Regions from separate parts of the Mus musculus genome. Here region 1 is linked to region 2. The links are chromatin contacts, called in public Hi-C maps. All regions are on one chromosome and are shown on one strand. The core of a region is the stretch at or near the end of the contact, and the rest is flanking DNA. Distances in the headings are between cores, read along the strand shown.

Region 1 (6,530 bases), core at 2,385-4,884, 45 kb before region 2:
TCCTTATGAAGCCATTTGTGACATCGTGGGGATTCTACTCATGATCATATCTAAACTCAAGTTACTGGGCAGGTATTGAAGTCACTGAACAAAAGCTCTGATTTTTAGCATACAGCAATAGATGTTTTATTGCGTTGAATAGAAGGAACCTTGCTTCATCAGATGACCTATGACAAACAGAAGTGGATCCCACCTTTCTTCCTGTGTTCTCCCTTGAAAAGTACTATTGTGCCTGTGAGTACCGGTACTTGCTGTACACAGAAGGGGAGAGGTTGGTCAGTTTTATGTTAGATGCTATTTAATGTACTTCCTGTACGTGGCCTCCCTACAGATATCTTCAGAAAGAAGTTAAAAATCAGAGAGTACTGAAGGTTATTATCTCTGGATTTTGCCTTCTTTTTTCTCTGGACAACTCTTGTCATAGAACAGGTTAGTTAAGAGACAAGATAGGAGGGCTCTTGGTGATCACTGTTTGACTCTTTGCCACCTCCCCAAACACTGACCCTGTGTGGGGGAGACGTACATGGGCCAGACTCATCTGTATTAATGAATCTTTCCCTAGATTCATATTATCACCTTGACATTTTCCATAAGGTGTAGTTACACAGTCAACATACAGTCCGTTCTCTGTATAAATGGGACTTTGGTTCCAGGTCCACTCATCAATATCACACCTAGGGATGGCAAGGTCTCCTATGTAAAATTGTGTAGTAATAGCATAGAACCCAAACACATCCTCCTTATACTGTAAATCAACTTAGATGTTTTACAATATTCAACATCAGTGTTGACTCTAAGAAAACACGTCGAATTATTAGGAAATCATGATAAGCAGATAGAAATCTGCATGTGTAGCACAGAAATAACATCTTTTAAATAGTCTCTTCTTCCTTCTCCTCTTCTCTCCTTCCACTTTTCCTCATATATATCCTTCTATATTTCCTTTTCCCTTCCGTTTCTTTTTTTTTTCCCATGAGAGCAATGATGTATTAAGATAGAATCTCACATGTAGCCCAGGGTAGTCTTGGATTGAAAATCCTCCTATCTCTATCTCTTGAAGGCTGAAATTATAGGTGTATATATCATGCCCAGGTTTTTCAAACTGAATCCATGGATGTGGAACCCTGAACTGTCTAGTCTTTGGGAAACTGCTAAGGTGATGACAATATTGAGGAGTAGACTCAGAGAGTACAGCCATGTCTCCACTTTTGTTAGCTCCTGGAAGGCTATTACTACAGGGATATGGAGTAAGCCTAGGCATTCATTCTAAAGCACTCTGTTTCACTTGAGACAAAAAAGAGGCAACAAAATGACCAGGAGGGACTAGAACTTAAAGCACAATAAAGGCCCTCTCAAGTCAGACAAGGACTCCAGGAGATGCTCTAACAGATTTAATGATCCTTGGCCAAAGAGGACCAAACCCATTGTGTTATGAGGTGTAAGAGAGGGTTCCAAGGTGCTTTCTTCTAACTTCAGATAGTGTTTATTTTATTTAAACACAGACACATTGGGTAGGGTAGAGATGAGTATCTTTAAGATTCACATGGCAGTCTTTCTAGAGCATCCTCCATGTCCAAAAAGCATCAGAACATGGGATCTGCTGTTGACACACTGAAGCAGTTTCAGAAAGATCACTGTTATGTGACTATTAATTTTTGAAATGTTTACGTTCAAATTTCTTTAGAATTTGGAAGGCTCATAGGAAGAACACACAATGACCAGAGTGCCTTTGGCTATGTTAGTGATGGGCAGGGAAGTCCTGCAGGTTTTTTTTTTTTTAAAGATTTATTTATTTATTTATTATATGTAAGTACACTGTAGCTGTCCTCAGACACTCCAGAAGAGGGAGTCAGATCTCATTACGGATGGTTGTGAGCCACCATGTGGTTGCTGGGATTTGAACTCCTGACCTTTGGAAGAGCAGTCGGGTGCTCTTACCCACTAAGCCATCTCACCAGCCCCCCTGCAGGTTTTCCTTAAAGCTTTCCCTCCTGTGTTCTACATCATGCAAAGCATGAACTGTGATTGTCTCTGAGGTTTTGCACCATTTCTCCTTGGTAATGTCTGATGAACAGGTATTGAATTCTGGTCTTTAATGTCCATGCAGAGACCACGATTTCCTAATAATTCAATGTGTTTTCTTAGAATCAACATTATATTGAGTATTGTAAAATGTCTAAGCTGATTTACAATGTGAGGAGGATATGTCTGGGTTCTATGCTATTGCTACACAATTTTTTACTACACCATGGGTTATCCTCAGCACTATCTTCCACTTGTGTCCTGCTTAAGATGTTCTGGACACAAGGTGACACTAGAAAATAGACTTCTCTAGGAAGGCTGCACCCTATTAGACAACTTCAACAGGAAAAAACATAAACTTTAACAAAGAGGAAATGAAACATTGCATTGAGTGTAGTTTAACTCAACTACCTTGTTGTGGCTGCTCAGTATTACTTCTTGACCATCTAGCTCACAGGGAGCCCATTATATAAGAAAACCACCTTTTCAATTTGTTATTTCATGAAATTTGTACTAGCAAACATTAAATTAAAAAAATTTAGTTCTCTGGAGTGTGCCCAGCAATTAATTTTGTAACAGCAAATTAAGAGAGCATCTTTCAGATGCACACATTCACAGTTTACAGAGTCCGCTTTTGAAAACTGTTGTCAAGTGCAATGCATATTTCTTCCATCTAGTCATCTTGATCTACTCTAATTTTGTTCATTATCAGAAAATTAAATGTAAGTACATTAACTAAATTATGGATATAGTGATACTGGGAAATTGTATTGAGAATAAAAGTACATAGGCCTGGCCCAAAAGAGGGATAAGAATGCTCATCTCGCCTCCCTAAGAAGGTAGGTGAAATTTATTTGAGATGGCAAAAGGCTCTACCTAGATGCTTTAATTAGCACCTGAACTGTAGATCAGAATATTCCCTTTTGTGTGGGTGGACAGTCATGTAAAATACATGTAGTTGGGCAACTTTGCACAGTCTGTCCTTCAGCTAGAGTACTGATCACATTGAGACTAAGCTATTGAAAATGTGCTTCAAAGATTCAATCACCTGGAAACAATTTTTCTTTTTAAAATTAAAGACCATGAAAAGTTTTTAAATTTAATTTTTACTTTAAATTTTTTATTTTAAAATTTTATTTATATATAATATGTAACATAACTATTAAATTAATTTAAAATTATTTTTAAAACTATTATAAAATTTTTCAAATAAAATAAGCATCACACATGAACATATGTTTAAAGGAAATTTGCTGTACACAGTATAGCGCCTTTCTCAGAGTTAGTCTTTCATCATTATCTCATATGAAATCGGTTAAGTAGAAGCCACCACAGGTTATCCTCAGCACTATCTTCCACTTGTGTCCTACTTAAGATGTTCTGGACACAAGGTGACACTAGAAAATAGACTTCTCTAGGAGTGCTGCACCCTATTAGACAAGTTCAACAGGAAAAAACATAAACTTTAACAAAGAGGAAATGAAATAGTGGGAATGAGTCATTCAGTACTGGGGAAGAAAAATAGAAATAGGGACTCTGGTGGAAACAAGAGACTGCAATTCTCTCACACCTACCACCCACCAACAGTCTCTTCTACCACATCCACAATCTGTGAACAATCTGTGAACCTATGTGTAGAGTGACAGCATGACATGTCACTGATACACCGGCTGCTGGTCTATGTCTTACGTGTGAAAATCTCCTTCAGTCATGAGGAAGACTTTTCTTTAAAATAACATTCTCAGGAGGAACAGAAATGACCAGGCCCCATGACACTCCTACTGTCGATAATGGGCCTGTTCTCCACTGGCAGCCACCACGGCCCTTCCTCCTTCCTGCCTGCACCCGTGTGATGTCAGAAGAATCAAATGCATAAGTCTTCTCTCAGAAGCTGAGATTTAAAGGATGTGGCTGGAAGAATAAGAGAAAAGGATAGGCTAGGCAAGCATCTACCACAAGTCCAGCACTGAAGTAGGGGGCTTTAATTTCTCTAGAATCTTGATTAAATGTCAACTCTGCATTCTAAAGGATAGGGACAAAGGAAAAGACATGTGGACATTTGAGCAAACTATTTACTTAAGAAAGTATTTCTAGTCTTGAAGTCATACCTGCCCAGAAACATTCAGTCTGCACATGTTCCAGGCTGCACCTACCTCCACTACCAGGACAGTTGGCTAACAATCAACACATATTTTAAGCTGTGCAGTTTCTTCCTACCTGTGACAGTCTGAATGAAAACAGCCCCCATAGGCTATTAGGGGGGTGTGGCCTTTTTGGAGGAAGTTTGTCTCTGTGGTGTGGGCTTTGAGATTTCAGATGCTCAAGCCAGGCCTAGTTGCTCTCTTTCTCTTCTTGATGCCTGCTAATCCAGATGTAGAAATCTCAGCTACCTCTCCAGCGCCATGTCTGCCTGCATGCCACCGTGCTTCCTACCATGATGATAATGGGCCAAACCTATGAAATGTAAGCCATCCCTAACTAAATATTTTTCTTTATAAGAGTTGCTATGTCCGTGGTGCCTCTTCCTGACAGTAGAAACCCCAACTAAGGTACTACCCATTTGATTTGGGAGATCTTCTTAGTTAGGATGTCCTGGGATCCAAACTGAAGGCATGGGAAAGTTCCAAGGGCAAGTGGGCCTCTTGTCTGTTCCTATATTTTATTTTTTGAGACAGAGTATCACTATGTAGCTCAGGATGGCCTCAAGCTTTCAATCCTCCTGCCACAGCCTCTTGATTGTTGTTATTATAGGTAGGCAGCATCGCACCTGGATAGACTCACAGACCTCACTCTGGAAACTTCAGGGTTTCTGAAGAATCAGGAAATGGGTTGAGGTGGGTTAAATAGACCAGTCCTTGTTTGTATGTATTTCCAATATTTAATTGGCTTAATGTCTCAGTTCAAAGATGCTTAGTGGTAGGAAATTGTGAGGTGAGAAATAGCCAGTGTAGGCACATTGACAGCCATAAGAACTGAGAGCTTGATAGAATGAGTAGTCGTTAGCTGACTGCCAGCCCCACCATTAGCTATCCCTCACATTGGAGCTGCTTTGTGCAGGGGCCAGCAACCCCAGAATTCCTGGTAACTTCCAAGATGTCCTTGTGCTCATAGCCTCATTAAGTAATTAATATTTATGATGACCTTGGGCCATCAAGAGAAGTAATTATACTCTGTTTACTCTGATTCCTAAGGCAGGCACTTACATAATACACTTAATTAACATTAAAAATTACTAACACTTATTGAACTTTATGTGCCAGGACTTGTGTTCCATGCTTTATAGGGATTATCTCATTGTAGAAATATTTCCATATAAAACAGCTTTAACTAAAAATATTTTGGTACTTAAGCTTTACTTGGCTGAAAGTTGTACATATATGGAAAACACATTTACTAAGGAGGCTTTGGTTAAATGATGGCTTCCATGTTCTCCTTTTGGACTGTGTGTATGTATAAATATATTAAGTCTGGTGAGAGTGTTAAGTATGCATCTTTGTACCGTGCTGTCCTTCAGTAGTACTAGTAAACCCTTATCCATGGGAAATACATGACAAGTCTCCAGTGGAATAGCACCAAGCCTTATGCATACTGTATTTCTGTACATGAATGTGGATAAACTTAGCCTATAAACTAAACACAATAACAGGTTAACATCAATGTTTAACTGCATGCTACAGTAAAAGTAACACAAACTGGCTGTTTTACCCTTAAAATATTACGCGCACTGTTCTTCCTGTGATGGTATGAGATGGCAATGCCACTCCATAGTAAGATAGAGGTAGCCAGAAAACACAAGCACTGTGGTAGCAATGATCTTCTATGAAGAATTATCTGAACACAGAGCTGCAGTGACAGTAGATTTGAGACAGAGACAGTGATGAAGCAACACATGAGTGGGCGACATATTCAGACAGGATACAAGACAAAGGGGTGGTTTACACCTTAGGTGAGACCAAGAAAGACAGCACAAAACTGCTGAGGGCTTTTCTGTTCCTAAGCTAGTCACAGTACAGATCTCATACAGCTTTTCAGGGAACACCTACATTGCTCAGGTTGCCTTTCACATCTACCTTGGTCCTATGTCTCTTCTCTGAGCTTCTGCAGCCGTTGGGTGCCAACTAGCTCTGCTATTCATCTCTCATGTTGATAGCCCCTTCCTCTCTGGACCACAAACAGCGGTACTCAGGCTCTTCTGTAGACTCCTCTCATGCTGGCATGTCACTCCTCCATTCATCTTCTGAGAGCTTTACTTTTCTCATATGAACAATAGGTATTATACTACTCACATCATATTGGCCAATATGTGCATTACTCTAAAATAACCTGCAATGAGACTGCTACACTAATGTTAGTTATCTGAGGTACAATTTTTTAAAGATTCAATGTGCTAAAATATGACGTTCATATAACATTTTTAAAGTTTTTGGCACAATTATTAATGTTTACTGTGTGTATAGTGTATGATGAATGTGTGGGCACATACATTTTATGGTACACGTGTGAAGATC
Region 2 (7,437 bases), core at 2,106-4,605:
AAACAGGTTCCTGAATCAACCTCAGTGCTTAGAAAGAGAACCTCACCTTCCAGAGTGGACCGTTTGAAGTTAGGGTTTCACTCTAGTTGCTTATTTCACTGTCCCAGAGAGCAGTAGAACTTGATATAATACAAACAGCTCATGTGCATGCTCAGCACGGTCCCAATGTGTAGTTTGAAATAAAATTGTGTGATTGTTGTGCTTGTTGCTTGGTATCTGTCAGACAGTTTTATTTGTTTGTCTGTCCTCTTGACTTTTAAAAATGCTTTACCCCAGTGCTGAGCTGTTTTTGCAGAACAGATTTGGTCTTTCTGACAGTTTCTGTCTCTATTGTTGGTTTAGTTATGTTTCCATGTGTAGTAGGCATGCATGGCTTTATTCATCGATTTCTGTTTCCAAATCTCTATTATCAACTGCTTCTCCTCTTTCTTAGAAGCAGCTGAATTCATATAATCATGTGTTTCTAGATGTTTGACACACCGAAGAGAACTGTGTTCTACTGTTTGTGATCTTAAGCCAATCTAAGATGTACTATTAAAAATAATATATGGCCTTTCCCCTTGAAAGGTTATTCATGAGAATAAAAATCCTGTAAACATACTAAAGTTTAAAAAATAGTTAAGCTTAATGTATGTAAATATGGCAAAAATCCTACAGGATACTTTTAAGAAATCATTTTCTTACATTTATATGTATAATTAAGATAGTTATGAGTTAAGGGTAATTTCGTCTGCTTTTAAAAACAATGCATTTCATGTGTGTTGTGTGGTGGGGGGGAGGATACATCTGTGAGTCCTTGTTTGCTGTGCTACATAGAGCATCTAGCCAACAGGACCCCAAGCCTGCACACACTCTGCACTGCCCTAGTCCCGGCCAACTGAACTTCTTAAGCTTAAGTGGAAAAAAAAATAGTGCATAACAAATATAACAAATGTGCCTTTAAGATAAATGAGGAGACTTCTTATACAATATAGATAAGTAATTATAAAGATCTCTATAGGATTTACAGTTGAGTGAAAGGGGCTAATATGCTTTCATATTCAGAGCTCCTCCTGGGTGGAGCTGGGTGGGATCAAGCTGCCTCCAGGACCCTGAGATCTTGGTGTGACCAAGCTACTGGGATCCTTAGATCCTGTGGACCTGCATGTGTTAGAGCTCCTGAGAGTGGAGCTTTTTCTTAGTATTGTGGTACTGGCTGCAGAGTTAGAGCCCAACGTCTGCTCAGGACACCTCTGATCCTATGATACTCAGCATGTTAGAATGCCTGGGAATGGAGTTTCCTCTGGGTGTTGTGGGACTGGCTGCGAAATTCAAACTCAAGGTCTGTACAGGGCACCTGCCCAGACCAGAAGGAACCCGTGTCACTGGTCGGGCAGAGTTCCTGGGTTCCTAGGTCTTGCTGGTACCAGTTCCTTCTGGTGATGGGGCAGGCAGATGTGTCCTCCTCCCCTCTGATCCTGTAAAGTACTTTTCCTCCACCTATAATGCATTGTACAGTTTCACATTGTGCATGTGAAAATACAGTAAAGAAAAATAATTTAAAATAAGATCATAAGGCATTTTGAAGATGATGTCTTGTACTTGCTGGTTTTGTATTTCAACTTAAAATCAGCTGCAGTTATTACAGAGAAAGGAACTTCAGCTGAGGAAATGCCTCTAGCAGACCCAGATGTAAGGCGTTTTCTCAGTTAGGGTTCAAGAGGGGAGGTCCCAACAATTACAACACAGAACTTACTTAATGCATTTGGAAGATTCTATTGTAAGCAACATTCTTGTTTTCTTCTTTAAAACACACCTTTACTGCATAAGATGTTTAAAGCTAAGAGTACACGGGAACACTAAAACAAACACTTCTTGTTATTAGCACAGAGAGGAACACTCAGACATTCACGTTGTACTGTGTTTTGTGTAGCATCTATGTTAAAGTACTTTTCTTCCAGCTATATCAAATTGTACAATTTTCTGTGAAATGTGCACGTGAAAATACATTAAAGTAATGACATACAGTGTTGCAGACTAAAGAAAATCCAATAAGAATAAGAACTGTTTAATGCCTTTTGAACATGACGTCTACTGTGAGAAGATTTTCTGTTTTCTTCTTAACAACATTAATTTACCACCTAAGATGTACTCAGGAACACTTAAAAAAAACACTCTTCTCGTTATTAGCACACAGAGGAACATGCATTCATTCACGTTGTACTGTGTTTTCTCTAGCGTCTATGTTAAAGAACTTTTTTTTTCCAGCGGTAGATCATTTTACAGTTTTCTGTGAAATGTGTATGCAAAAATATATGAAAGTAATGACATAAAGTACCCCATATAAAGTAAATTAATTATAAATAAGAATGTTATGCAATTTGAATATGACATCTATTGTGAGTAAAATTCTTGTTTTCTTCTTAACAACACACCTTTACCTCCTATGATGTTTAAGCTAAGTATATATGGGAGTTCTAAACTAAACACCCTTCTGATTTCTAGCACAGCGCAGAATACACAGGCATTCACATTGTACTGTGTTTTGTGTAGCATCTATGTTAAAGTACTTTTTTAAAGCTATAACGCATTGGACAATTTTCTGTGAAATGGGCATGTAAAAAAACAATAAAGTAATGACATACAGTGTTGCAGACTAAAATGCAAGTAAGAACTTACTTAATGGAGAGCGAAACCAATGCCTGGCTGGGAGCAGCCGCCACGGAGGTCTTTGGCCAATATCGATTCCACCTGTCCACAAACATGGGGAATATCTTTGCAAACCTCTTCAAGGGCCTTTTTGGCAAAAAAGAAATGCACATTCTTATGGTGGGCCTGGATGCTGCAGGGAAGACAACAATTCTATACAAACTGAAGCTGCGCGAAATTGTGACCACCATTCCCACTATTGGTTTCAATACAAGAATACAAGAATATCAGCTTCACTGTGTGGGATGTGGGCGGCCAGGACAAGATCCCGCCGCTGTGGCGCCACTACTTCCAGAACACCCAAGGCTTGATCTTCGTAGTGGACAGCAATGACAGAGAGCGTGTGAACGAGGCCTGTGAAGAGCTCATGAGGATGCTAGCTGAAGATGAGCTCCGAGATGCTGTTCTCTTGGTGTTTGCCAGCAAGCAGAACCTCCCCAATGCCGTGAAAGCGGCCAAAATCACAGCGGTCACAAGCTGGGGCTGCACTCTCTACGCCACAGGAACTGGTACATTCAGGCCACCTGTGCCACCAGCGGGGACAGGCTCTATGAAGGACTAGATTGGCTGTCTAATCAGCTCCGGAACCAGAAGTGAACCAGACCCCCTCCATCCCCCTCACTTCCTCTTCTCTGCCCTCAGCTTTCCTCTCATGTGGCAAACGTGCAACTCTGTGGTCCTAAGTGCCAGAAGCTGTCTCCATGGGTTGGTCACATTGTGCATCGCACCGTGCTGTACATGTGCAGACGCAGCCTGCAGCCAGGTTTTTATTTAATGTAAATAGTTTCTGTTTCCACTGAGGCAGTTTCTGGTACTCCTATGCAATATTACTTAGCTTTTTTATTGTAAAAAGAGAATCAACTCACTGTCAGTACTGAGAAGGGATTTGGGTGTAGGGGCACCTGGCCTCCGGGAGCCATTGGGCTGTAAACTGGTGTCGGTATCCATTTGGTGGTTGGTTTTTAACCCAAACTCAGTGCATTTTTTTAAAAAAATAGTTAAAAATTCAGGACAAGAACACTTGAACACACAGAACGGAGACTATGCCTAGTGTAGGTTTTGCAGTTAATGGCCTGAATGCTAGTTATCAGATCACCTGTCTCGCTGTGGGAACAGGAGAGAAGGTGACAAACAAACCATCATCCGCCGCATGGTCACAGTAGAGCCCCCGTGACTCGCATGTCTTTGGGTCACCTGCATTCCATAGCATTGTGCTTGTACTTGTGCTCACACGATTACGTAGGGTAGGCTGGGAGCCATTGTGGGGTGCAGGGCCTGGCTTGTACTTGGTGTGTGCAAGGCCCAGTGGCAGCCTGCATACCCAGCCTACTCTTGGGCCCACTTGGACGCGCTGGCAGGAGGCCTGGGTCTCACCAGCAGGAGTGCGTGCAAGGTGGGAGGGTCGGCCCATTACAGACCCACATCCTGGAGCACCCCCATCTCCATGTGTGAAGTAGCTTCCTCCCTCAGCCTGCAAGGGTCCGATTTGCCATCGAAAGACGACCTCTACTTTTTTCTTTTGCATTTTGATAAACACTGAAGAAGCTGGAGCTGTTAAATTTATCTTGGGGAAATCTCAGAACTGGTTTATTTGGTGTCGTGGAACCTCTTACCGCTTTCAATACACAATTAGTAATCAACTGTTTTGTATACTTGTTTTCAGTTTTCATTTCTACAAGCACTGTAATTATAGCTGTTAGAATAAAGTCTCTTAACTATTAAAAAAAAAGAACTTACTTAATGTGTGTTGAACATGACATGTCTTGTGAGAAACCTTGTTTTCTTTTTTAAAAACACACCTTTATTGCCTAAGATATTCAAAGCTAACTGTACACGGGAACTCTGGATATCTCTAGTGCTAGCTGCACTCACTGTCTCTGCCTGGGGCCTGTCCCTCCGGTTATCTTGTTTGTGTCAGGACTCCTCAGGGTCCAGTTGTCTCTGTGATCCTGTGATCCTGAGATCCTGGGTATAAGAGCTCCTGGGAGTCAAGCTGCCTCTGGGATGCTGACGTCATGGTGTGACAAAGCTCCTGAGATCCTGTGATCCTGTGACCCTATGATCTTATGATCCTGGGTTGTGTGAGAGCACCTGGAAGTCCAGCTTCCTCTGTGTGCTATGTTCCTGGCATGTTAGAGCTCCTGGGGGTCCAGGTTCCTCTGGGTGCTGTCTTGTTGTCTTCTTAGAAATACATGTTTACTACCTAAGATATTTGAAAGTAACTGTACCTGGGAATATTTAAAGAAACACTCCCTGATTTTTAGCACTGACAGGAACATACAGGCATGCATATTGTGTTGTGATTTATGTAGCATTTATGTTAAATTACTTTTTTTTTCAACTATAATGAATTGTATGGTTTTCTGCAAAGTGCATAAATGAAAATACAGGAAAATAGTGACAAATTATATTACCATACTGAAGTAAATCCGTTAGAAAGCAGAACTTAGCCAGTTCCCACCTGTGCTTGCCAGGAGCAGAGACCCATCCCCACACATCCCACACCCCAGAAGCAGCTCGACTTCTCAGGTATGCAGACACATTCAGCTTCATAGCTGAGACTTTATACCCTGCCCCGAGACCTGGCTTATCAAGATCCCTGTGACCTGGGGAAGCAGATTCCCTGCCCAGTCAGAGTCACAGGCACCTTCTGCTTCCCAGCTCTGCTTGCTGGTAGCAGAGACCTGATCCCACAGAGCACAAACACCAGTGGCAGCTGGACTCCCCCAGGATCACAGAATGGACAGGCCCCAGTAAGAGACGAGGAACCCAGATAACAACAGAGATAACCAGATGGTGAGAGGCAAGCATAAGAACATAAACAAAAGACATCAATTTGGCTTGGCAACATCAGAACTCAGTTATCCCACTACAGCAAGTCCTGGGTACCCACACACACCCTTAAAACAAGATTGAGATCTAAACTCTCATTTCATGAAGATGATAGAAGGCTTTAAGAAGGACATAAATAGCTGCCTTAAAGAAACACAGAAGAACACAGGTAAACAGCTAAAAGCCCTTAAGGAGGAAACACATAAATCCCTTAAAGAAATACAGGAGAATGCAATAGACAGGTGAAGGAATTGAACAAAACCATTTAGGATCTAAAAGTGGAAATAGAATCATTAAAGAAAACTCAAAGGGGAAATGGAAAACCTAGGAAAGAGTACAGGAGTCACAGATACAAGCATCACCAGCAGAATACAAGAGGTACGACACCCTTTAAATAAATATATATATATATATATATATATATATATATATATATATATATATATATATAAATCACATATATAAAAAATACCTTGGTGTAACTCTAACTAAGCAAGTGAAAGATCTGTATGGCAACAACTTCAAGTTTCTGAAGAAAGAATTTGAAGAAATGGAAAGAACTCACATGATCGTGGATTGGCAGGATTAATATAGTAAAAATGGCCATTTTACCAAAAGCAACCTACAGATTCAATGTAATTCCCATCAAAATTCCATCTCAATTCTTCATAGACTTAGAAAGAACATTCTCAAATGCATTTGGGATAACAACAACAACAACAAAAACAGAATAGTGAAAATTATTCTCAACAATAAAATCTTCTGGGGGCATCACCATCCCTGACCTCAAGCTATACTACAGAGCAATAGTGACTAAAAGCTGCATGGTATTGGTACAGAAACAGGCAAGCAGATCAATGGAATAGAATTGAAGACCCAAACATGAACCCACATACTTATTTTTTTTAAGATTTATTTATTTATTATATGTAAGTACACTGTAGCTGTCTTCAGACACTCCAGAAGAGGGCGTCAGATCATGTTACAGATGGTTGTGAGCCACCATGTGGTTGCTGGGATTTGAACTTCGGACCTTCGGAAGAGCAGTCGGGTGCTCTTACCCACTGAGCCATTTCACCAGCCCAAAAACCCACATACTTATGGTCACTTGATCTTTAACAAAGAAGCTAAAACCATTCATTGGAAAAAAGACAGCATTTTCAACAAATGGTGCTGGTTCAACTGGAGGTCTGCATGTAGAAGAAAGCCAATTACTCCACAACTATCTCCTTGCATCAAGCTCAAATCCAAGTGGATCAAGGACCTCCACATAAAACCAGATACACTGAATCTAAAAGAACAGAAAGTGGGGAAGATCCTAGAATACTTGGTCACAGGGGAAAACTTCCTCAACAGAACACCAATGGATTATTCTTTGAGAGAAACAATTGACAAATGGGACCTCATAAAATTGAAAAGCTCCCAGCACTTGGGAGGCAGAGGCAGGTGGATTTCTGAGTTCGAGGCCAGCCTGGCCTACAGAGTGAGTTCCAGGACAGCCAGAGCTACACAGAGAAGCCCTGTCTCAAAAAAACAAAAAAACAAAAACCAAAAAACAAACTAACAAAAAAAGTGACAACCCACAGATTGGAAGAGGATATTTACCAACCCTACATCTGATAGAGGGCTAATCTCCAAAAAGAACTCAAGAAGGCAGACTCAGAGAACCAAAGAATCCTATTAAAAAGTGGAGTACAGAAGTAAATAGAAAATTCTCAACCGAAGAATCTCGAATGGCAGAGAAGTACTTAAAGAAATGTTCAACATCCTTAGTCATCAGGGAAATGCAAGTCAAAATGACCCTGAGATTCCACCTTACACCAGTCAGAATGGCTAAGGTCAAAAATGCAGGTGGCAGCAGATGCTGGTGAGAATGTAGAGAAAGAGGAACACTCCTCCATTGTTGGTGGGACAGCA

Evidence for each region. A called contact is a pair of places that touch in the nucleus more often than the background predicts.
Region 1: a Hi-C map of CD8 T cells shows a contact between it and region 2, with 1.6 times the contacts expected there. The contact joins two enhancer-like sites. A contact is called at or near these places in 3 of 39 promoter capture datasets (the 3T3-L1 cell line, the C10 cell line and the HPC-7 cell line), 17 of 484 Hi-C or Micro-C datasets (B cells, the C2C12 cell line, CD4 T cells and 11 more) and 3 of 115 datasets of contacts at active chromatin or transcription factors (embryonic stem cells, kidney and memory CD8 T cells).

What each region holds. Positions count from the first base shown.
Region 1 is chr1:43,840,012-43,846,541 of GRCm38.p6, forward strand. No RefSeq gene overlaps it. Among named protein-coding and RNA genes, the nearest start is that of Uxs1, 15 kb to the left of the region's middle. Within about 2 kb of position 3,635, at least 21 of the 459 cell types and tissues checked have an H3K27ac peak or open chromatin away from gene starts, as enhancers often do. A contact at or near this core is called in CD8 T cells and memory CD8 T cells, where this site is marked.
Region 2 is chr1:43,885,311-43,892,747 of GRCm38.p6, forward strand. It overlaps the pseudogene Gm19587. Among named protein-coding and RNA genes, the nearest start is that of Tpp2, 45 kb to the right of the region's middle. Within about 2 kb of position 3,356, at least 31 of the 459 cell types and tissues checked have an H3K27ac peak or open chromatin away from gene starts, as enhancers often do. A contact at or near this core is called in CD8 T cells and memory CD8 T cells, where this site is marked.